Regions from separate parts of the Mus musculus genome. Here region 2 is linked to region 1. Evidence: chromatin contacts called from public Hi-C data. All regions are on one chromosome and are shown on one strand. The core of a region is the stretch at or near the end of the contact, and the rest is flanking DNA. Distances in the headings are between cores, read along the strand shown.

Region 1 (3,266 bases), core at 234-2,733:
CAGAAAAATCTCCTTTTGTAGCAAATGACAGGTAATGCAAATGACCATGGCTGGTCGAGGTGCTGAGTGTGACTGTCTCAGATCATATCACGCCCTTTCAAAGCTCAGGGGAACACCATAGGAGGAGGAGCAGAAAGAACGTAAGAACTGGATGGAGGGGAGGAGGGTTGTGGACCCACACGGCATGGCCGTTGCAATCAGAACTCACAACTGCAGCTATTTGCCCAGGACCTGCACAACACTGGATCCCCAGCAACATTCAGTCATGGATGGGGGAGGTGTCCCGGGACATTGCTAAAATTCCCTCCTAGGAGACAGAAGCAAAATCTACACCTCCTCCCAAATAAACTGAGGTATGATTCTGCGGAAGATCCTTCTGGGGGAACCGGTGAGGTCAGTGAGCTTCCTGACAACGCATACACAGGTCAGGGGGTACTTACCAGATAGGGGTATGAATGATGCTTTTCCCCAAAGACCACAGCTGGAGACCACACCTCAACCAGCAGGGATGAGGGCCTCGCCAGTAGACGGGTAGCTGGAACCTACTTCCCTGACTACATACTCTAGTCCTTCCCTGAGGTCATGTTCAGTTTAGGCAGAATTGCATATAACAGGAGGTAGGGTGCAGCTGGACACCCAGGAGAAGGTCTTGTGACCCTCCTTGTTACTCCATGAGGAGACAGATAAGTCCAACGGAGGCCAACTTTTTACAAAGGGGCCAACTGAACTCCCCAGAGATGGTATATGCACACAACATGGGGCCTGGTTTCCTTCCTGAAAGCTAGCCGCTGAGAGCCGCTGAGAGAGAAGTCATACTCTTCAGGTGTATAGTCATTGGTGAGTTATCTATGCTCCTGCGGATAGCTCCGCAGTCATTTCCATGTGAGCAGCCTGTGAATCACCAAGAAAGACTACCGAATGAGAAGGTGTTGAGGAGGGGGTGGGGGCGAGCAAGGAAAGGCAAACAGAGGGAGGAGAGAGTGACACAATTGCAACCGGTGATTTTTCTTTCTTTGTTTTTGAGATAGGGCCTCACTCTGTAGCCTCGGTTGGCCTGGAACTAATTAGCGATAGAGCAGACTGGCCTCGAATTTGTGACAAATCTCCTGGCTCTGGCTCCAGAGCGGGAGATTTCAGACACTGTCTCCAGAGTGGGGATTCACAGGCACATACCACTAGGCCCAGCTCTTTACTTTGATCTTGCAAGAGTTTTACAATTGAAGCAGTTAAGGCTCAGGTTAGTAAATTGGCTAGAGTCTAAGAATTCTGCCTTGTTTTGACCTCTGATTCACTGGCTGGACGGATGGGAGAAGAACCGCCTCTCTCCACGCTCCCTCCTAGTCGAGTGCCAGGGGTCCAAAGGCCACAGTGCACAAAATTTATGATTTTTGAGGCAGAGATCAGCCTTGCTCCCGCTCCGCTCAACGCCTCGAGCTAGGCTCCGCCCCTAAGTTTCAGCCCCCAGCAGGTTCATGAATATTCAAATAAGAAGATATTTAAAGACGCCGGCGCCAGGCGTAGATCCCTGCCCCGCGCCGCCCGGCCCCCTTCACTGAGTTCATCAGTCCTAGCGGAAGCGCCGCCAGCATGTCTGATAAACTGCCCTACAAAGTCGGTGAGTCCCAAGGGTTCAGTCCTCCGTGGCGACTCGGCTCCCGTCCTGGGTTTGTTGTCAGTACCGACCTGCGTCTTGTTTAGGTGGCGGCTTCGGGGCGCCCCGGGACCCCTAGAATCGCTGGCCTGGCCGCGCAGGTGCCCGGGGATTGGAGTCCACACGCCGCCGAGAGCCAGGAGTGGGAAACGGCCGCGGACTACAAGTCCCGGCGTGCCCCGCGGTAGGCGCCCAGAGCGGCAGCGCGGGCTGTGATCTTTGGTCGGGCAGCGTGCTCCTGTCGGAGAGACTGGCCATTGGGAAGCGGCCCTAGAGGCCCAGACCCTGGCCCTGGCGTTTGGCGGCTTGGGTGGCCCCTAGCAAGGGCCCACCGTCTTCTGGGCCTTGAGCAGGGCCGGAGAGAGCATCAGTGTTCTAGGTGCTAATGAGGAGAGGCCTGGAAACGGCTAGTCTCGGTGCAACGGGAACTTAGGGTCCCATCTGCTCAATCTCTGGGATATCTAGTGGATGTCTAGAAAATTTGGAGTGGTTAGAAATTACTGTTCGTTTTGTCCCGATTATAGAAAGCTGTCTGAGTAAACACACCTTAACTTGAGCGTTTACAGTGGGATGGGCACTGCCTTATAGCATTATTCTAGACTAACCCGTCTTATTATTGTAGCTCTCCATGGAAGGAACGGTTTTATGTTTACAATGAATATCCAGAGGTATAAAGGGCATTTTCCCAGAATCTTGTAACTGGAAAGCAGCTGGTTAGAATTTGGACTCAGGACATCATGACCTCTAAGCTCATCTCTTCCACTGCTGTCTGTATACAAGGCAATACACTTGAAACAACCCTAATGGAATTTCAACACAATCCAATTCAAACTGTGCCTAGTGACACAAGCTTGTAATCCCAGCCCTGCTATCACTACTGAGGCCAAGGAATCGATCAGCTCATTTCAGAGGTCAGCCTGGGCATACAGTGAATTCCAGACCAACCTGGACAAGATGGGGAGACCCTATCAAAACAAAACTACAAACCAAACAAACAGAAAAACAAAGCAATTCAGGCTGGTTAGCTTTTAAAATAATTTCAATACTCTATTAAATTGGAAAGGGTCCTCAAAGGGAGATGAATGCTATCCCATTACACAGGAACCTAGGGAAGTGGCTTTGCAAATTCTTATTAAGATAGTTAATCAGCCAGCAGGGCAGTTTATTGTCTCCACTGGGTAGATGCTAAGACTGAAGCCCAGAGAGGTTTAAGTCAGTGTTGTCTTGGCGGAAGAGCTAGAATGGAGGCTCGACATACTGTGTAGGGAGGGATTGGGAGGGGGGGGGACCACAGATTGTATGGATGAAGATTGGGAGGGGGGGACCACAGATTGTATGGATGAAGATAAGGCTGGGTTCTTGCCTGTGTAAGGGTGGAGGCATGATTTGCCCATCAAGTAGGGTATGCTGTATGCTAGACCTTACTCGTTTGGCATTTCCTATGATCCTTGGGCTCAGGTTCAAGTTGATTCTCCTTATTTTGAAGAAGTGGGTTTAGAAAGGGTTCCACAGTTCCGTCTGGCGTTATGGGCAGTAGTCAGTTACCATGTGGGTGCAGGGGCTTGAACTCAGGCCCTCTAGAAGAGCAGCCAGAGAGCTCTTAACCACCAAGCCA
Region 2 (3,772 bases), core at 533-3,032, 2.1 Mb before region 1:
CTTTTGGACAAAAGCCAACTCCTTTGGGATTCTAGTGTAGACAGGGGGCCAGCAGCTCTCCAGGACTCCTCCAGGACTCCAGTGCCAGGCTGGGACTATTATGACAGACAACCAGCCTCCTGGACCCAACAGTTACCACATTCTTGGCCTTTTCCAGAGTCTCACAGCCATTGTTGGACTACATGAACTAAATCCTGTATAAATCCCTTTTAAACACACACATAAATATTTACTCTAACATTTCTGTTCCTTTAGAGAGTACTGACTAAGGCAGATTTAGTAAGAGCATGGTCTTTTGCAGGAAGCCCAGTCTCTGTTGTTTCTTAGCTCCCAGCTTTTTTTTTTTTTAAGATTTATTTATTTATTTTATGTATATGACCATACTGTCCTTGACACAACACAAGAGGGCATAGGATCCAATTACAGATGATTGTGAGCCACCATATGGTTGCTGGGAATTGAACTCATGACCTTTGGAAGGACTGTCAGTGCTCTTAACCACTGAGCCATCTCTCCAGCCCTCTCTCCCAGCTTTTATACTTCACTTTCCTACATCTGAAATTCGTTAAATGAATGTTTGTAAAGCCTTTAGAACAGGGCCCTGATCACATCAGCACTGTTTGCTAAGAATATTTTGGTTCATCCGATTTCTAGTTTGTCTGTTGTTTGTTTGTTGCTGGGTAATGAACATCGGGCCTCGAGCTTGTTTTGTTTTTGGTTTTGTTTTTTCGAGACAGGGATTCACTGTGTAGCCCTGGCTGTCCTGGAACTCACTTTGTAGACCAGGCTAGCCTCAAACTCAGAAATCAGCCTGCCTCTGCCTCCCAAATGCTGGGATTAAAGGCGTGCGCCACCACACCCGGCTCTCAAGCTTGTATTTTATGCCTAAGCATCACTTACAGCTGTCGGGCTCACCACTAAACATCTCATTTGTACTGCCTGACGTTAAAATACCTAGATGTGTATGTGTCTTGGTTTCTGAAGAGGTGTCGTAAATTAGTGGTCGTTGTACTAGTAATGGGTGGATAAAGATTTATGGGGAAGTTTGGGGTCTGTCCCAAAATGGCTTAACGCCAAAAAAAAAAAAAAAAAAAAAAAAAAAAAAGAAAGCCTGCTATTTGGACACTGACTAGTAATTAGTAAAAATACTGTCTATTTGGAAATAATAGGGCGGTCTGCTGCCAACTAACTGTGAATGTGGAATCTAACAGGACAGTCCGACAACCAGCTGGCAATCACTTCAGGGTTTTCCAGTTGGGCCAGTCCCTTGTTTTCTGCTCTGGGATAGGAGTGGCAGCTTTGTTGCCTTATAGGGTTTTTTTGTTTTTTGTTTTTAATTTTATTTTAACAAGTTTACAGCTTGGGGTGTTTGAAACCTGGCAAAACGTATTTGTTTCAGGAAGATACCTGCAGTTCACCAGAAGACCTTTTTAATCTGGAGCGTGGTGAACCTTCCTTAGCCCCAGATGCCCTCTTTGGCCTTGTCCTCACTAAAGTCTCCACTCTTAACCACAACTCAGTTTTGCTTTTCTAATAACACCACCCTTTCGGAGAAACACAAGGGCGGAGTTGAGGGCGATCGCGTAGGCATTGCGCTTGCGCAATGGGCCGGGCGCGAGCGCCCCGGGGAGGCCACGCTCCCAGGGCTGATGTCCGGGGCGCCTGCGCAGTAGGCCTGGAGGCTGGCAAAACTGAATGGACTCACTTTTGGGGTGTGGTGTCAGTGCGGCTGCGCGCGAGCCGGTGCCGCGGTACTTAACTTCGCAGCCCCGGGTGTCGGAGGTAGCCATGCAGAGCGCACCCTTGGAGCAGCCAGCTAAGCGACCCCGCTGCGATGGCAGCCCAAGGACGCCACCGAGCACTCCTCCTGCAACAGCTAATCTGTCTGCAGACGACGACTTCCAAAACACCGACCTCCGAACCTGGGAACCGGAGGACGTGTGCTCCTTCTTAGAGAATCGTGGTTTCCGAGAGAAGAAAGTGCTGGACATCTTCAGAGGTAGCGGGCCTGAGGGACGAAGGATGGCCACCGTGGGGCCGAGCAGGGAGAGTCCACATGGGAGGCATCCTAAGGGGGAGGTCTCTGGGGGAAGCGGCTGGCGGGAACCCGCCGCTGGAGAAGGAGGCGCCCTGTCGGGATGCGAACACACGGGCTACCCGAGGTGGGCACAGGTGAAGTGCAAGCCCATCGGTTCACTCTGGGCGGCGAACCTAGTAGAGGCCCAGGGAGGTTTGGTAGAAGGGTCTTTTCGGGAACTTGTCACTTCTGCCAGGAGCGATCCCCGCCCTTCTTAGAAGATTTTACCCCAGACCTCCGGCTGTGGCTTGCGGTCTTTCAGGCTCACCTGGCTTGGGAGACCCTTTTGTGCTAACCGCAGCTCCCGGAACACTTGGCCCCATGAGAGATTTTGAGCGCTTTTAAGTTTAACTCTGAAGCTGGTCCCGGAATTTGGGGTTTTCCTTAAAGGGGAGGGAAGGTGCTTAATCTCTGGATTCTCACTGACTATCATAATAGCCTAGTAGGGTTCAGTATGTGCTCATTGTATTTGCAGAGTGCTACTAAGGGAATTTCTCTTCCAACATAAGAGCAAGTTATTCACTGAAACCCCAACATTCCACAACTTGGCCACTCAAGAATTTTAAGAATTTTAAGGGATGCTTCTGGTTCTTGGTCTTGCTCCCGTCAACACTTTGAATCTGCTCAACTTTTTTTTTTTTTTTTTTTTTTTTTTTTCTTGGTTGGTGGCTGTGAAGCTTAACCCCTTGCATGATCGATCCCCGGAGGTGTTCGCTTGGAAAGTGGCCCCTCCGTGGTTATGATTTTCAAATTCAGTGAACTTTACTTCTTGTGGGGTGGAGCCCCTTGTGCCTAACTGAAGGACTGACTTTAAGAAAGCTTTAAAAGGGGTTGCGGATTTAGCTCAGTGGTAGAGTGCTTAGCAAGCGCAAGGCCCTGGGTGCGGTCCTCAGCTCTGGGGGAAAAAAAAAAAAGAAAGAAAGCTTAAAAATAGGAACTCACGTTTCTCTTTTTCTCTCCCTCTACAGAAGAGTAACTTTGGGGGTGGGGGTGGGGTAAGACAGGGCCTGTCTTATGTAGTCTCTATAGACCAGCCTAGCCTCGAACTCAGAGATCCACCTGCCTCTGACTCCTGAGTACTGGGATTAAAAGTGTAGGCCACCACACCTGGCAAGATTTCATTTTAACTATATATATATAGTTATATATATAGTTATATATATATAGTTATATATATATATATATATATATATATATAGTGCTGGGGTCCTTGAGGCCAGACTGGAGTGACTCCATGATGGAGTTGCTGCCACAGGGGTGCTGAGAACTGAAGCTGAGCCTTCTGCAAGAGCAGTGAGTGCTCTTAACCATGGAACCATCTCTTCTGGCTCTGTTTTTATTTTTAGTTATGTTTTTATGGGGGTGTTGGTAGGGGGTATGTGTATGATGAGTACAGTGTCTGTCACAGTGTCTGTCGAAGCTGTAAGAGGGCAGCCAACCCTCTGGAGCTGGAGCTCAGGAGCTGTGACTGGCCTAACTAAAGTGAGTGTTGAGGGCTGACCTCACTCCTCCCCAAGAACAGTGTGTGCCCTTTGCTGATCAGCCATCTCTCTAGCCCCAGATGATGTTTTGATAACCAAGATGTTAAGTAACTTTCCAAAGTCACATTATTAGACAAAAAAAAAAAAAAAAAAAAAATGCAGAGTTGGATTTTTTAAAGGTTAAGTCTTTGGATTCCCGAATTCATTCCAGTTA

Evidence for each region. Hi-C and Micro-C count contacts between places; a contact is called where the count stands out from the background.
Region 2: a Hi-C map of B cells shows a contact between it and region 1, with 5 read pairs. The contact joins the promoter of Samhd1 here to the promoter of Ahcy in region 1. A contact is called at or near these places in 1 of 484 Hi-C or Micro-C datasets (B cells) and 2 of 9 other capture datasets (adipose tissue and liver).

The regions. Positions count from the first base shown.
Region 1 is chr2:155,072,714-155,075,979 of GRCm38.p6, reverse strand. It overlaps Ahcy (S-adenosylhomocysteine hydrolase), which reads left to right and starts at 1,483. Exons shown (of 10, transcript NM_016661.3): 1 at 1,483-1,615. The coding sequence starts at 1,588. It overlaps Gm39966 (a long non-coding RNA gene), which reads left to right and starts at 1,806. Exons shown (of 2, transcript XR_866885.2): 1 at 1,806-2,030; 2 at 2,274-3,266. Gm45609 (a long non-coding RNA gene) reads right to left here and starts at 1,468. Exons shown (of 3, transcript XR_001783519.2): 1 at 1-1,468.
Region 2 is chr2:157,133,106-157,136,877 of GRCm38.p6, reverse strand. It overlaps Samhd1 (SAM domain and HD domain, 1), which reads left to right and starts at 1,782. Exons shown (of 16, transcript NM_018851.4): 1 at 1,782-1,999. The coding sequence starts at 1,789.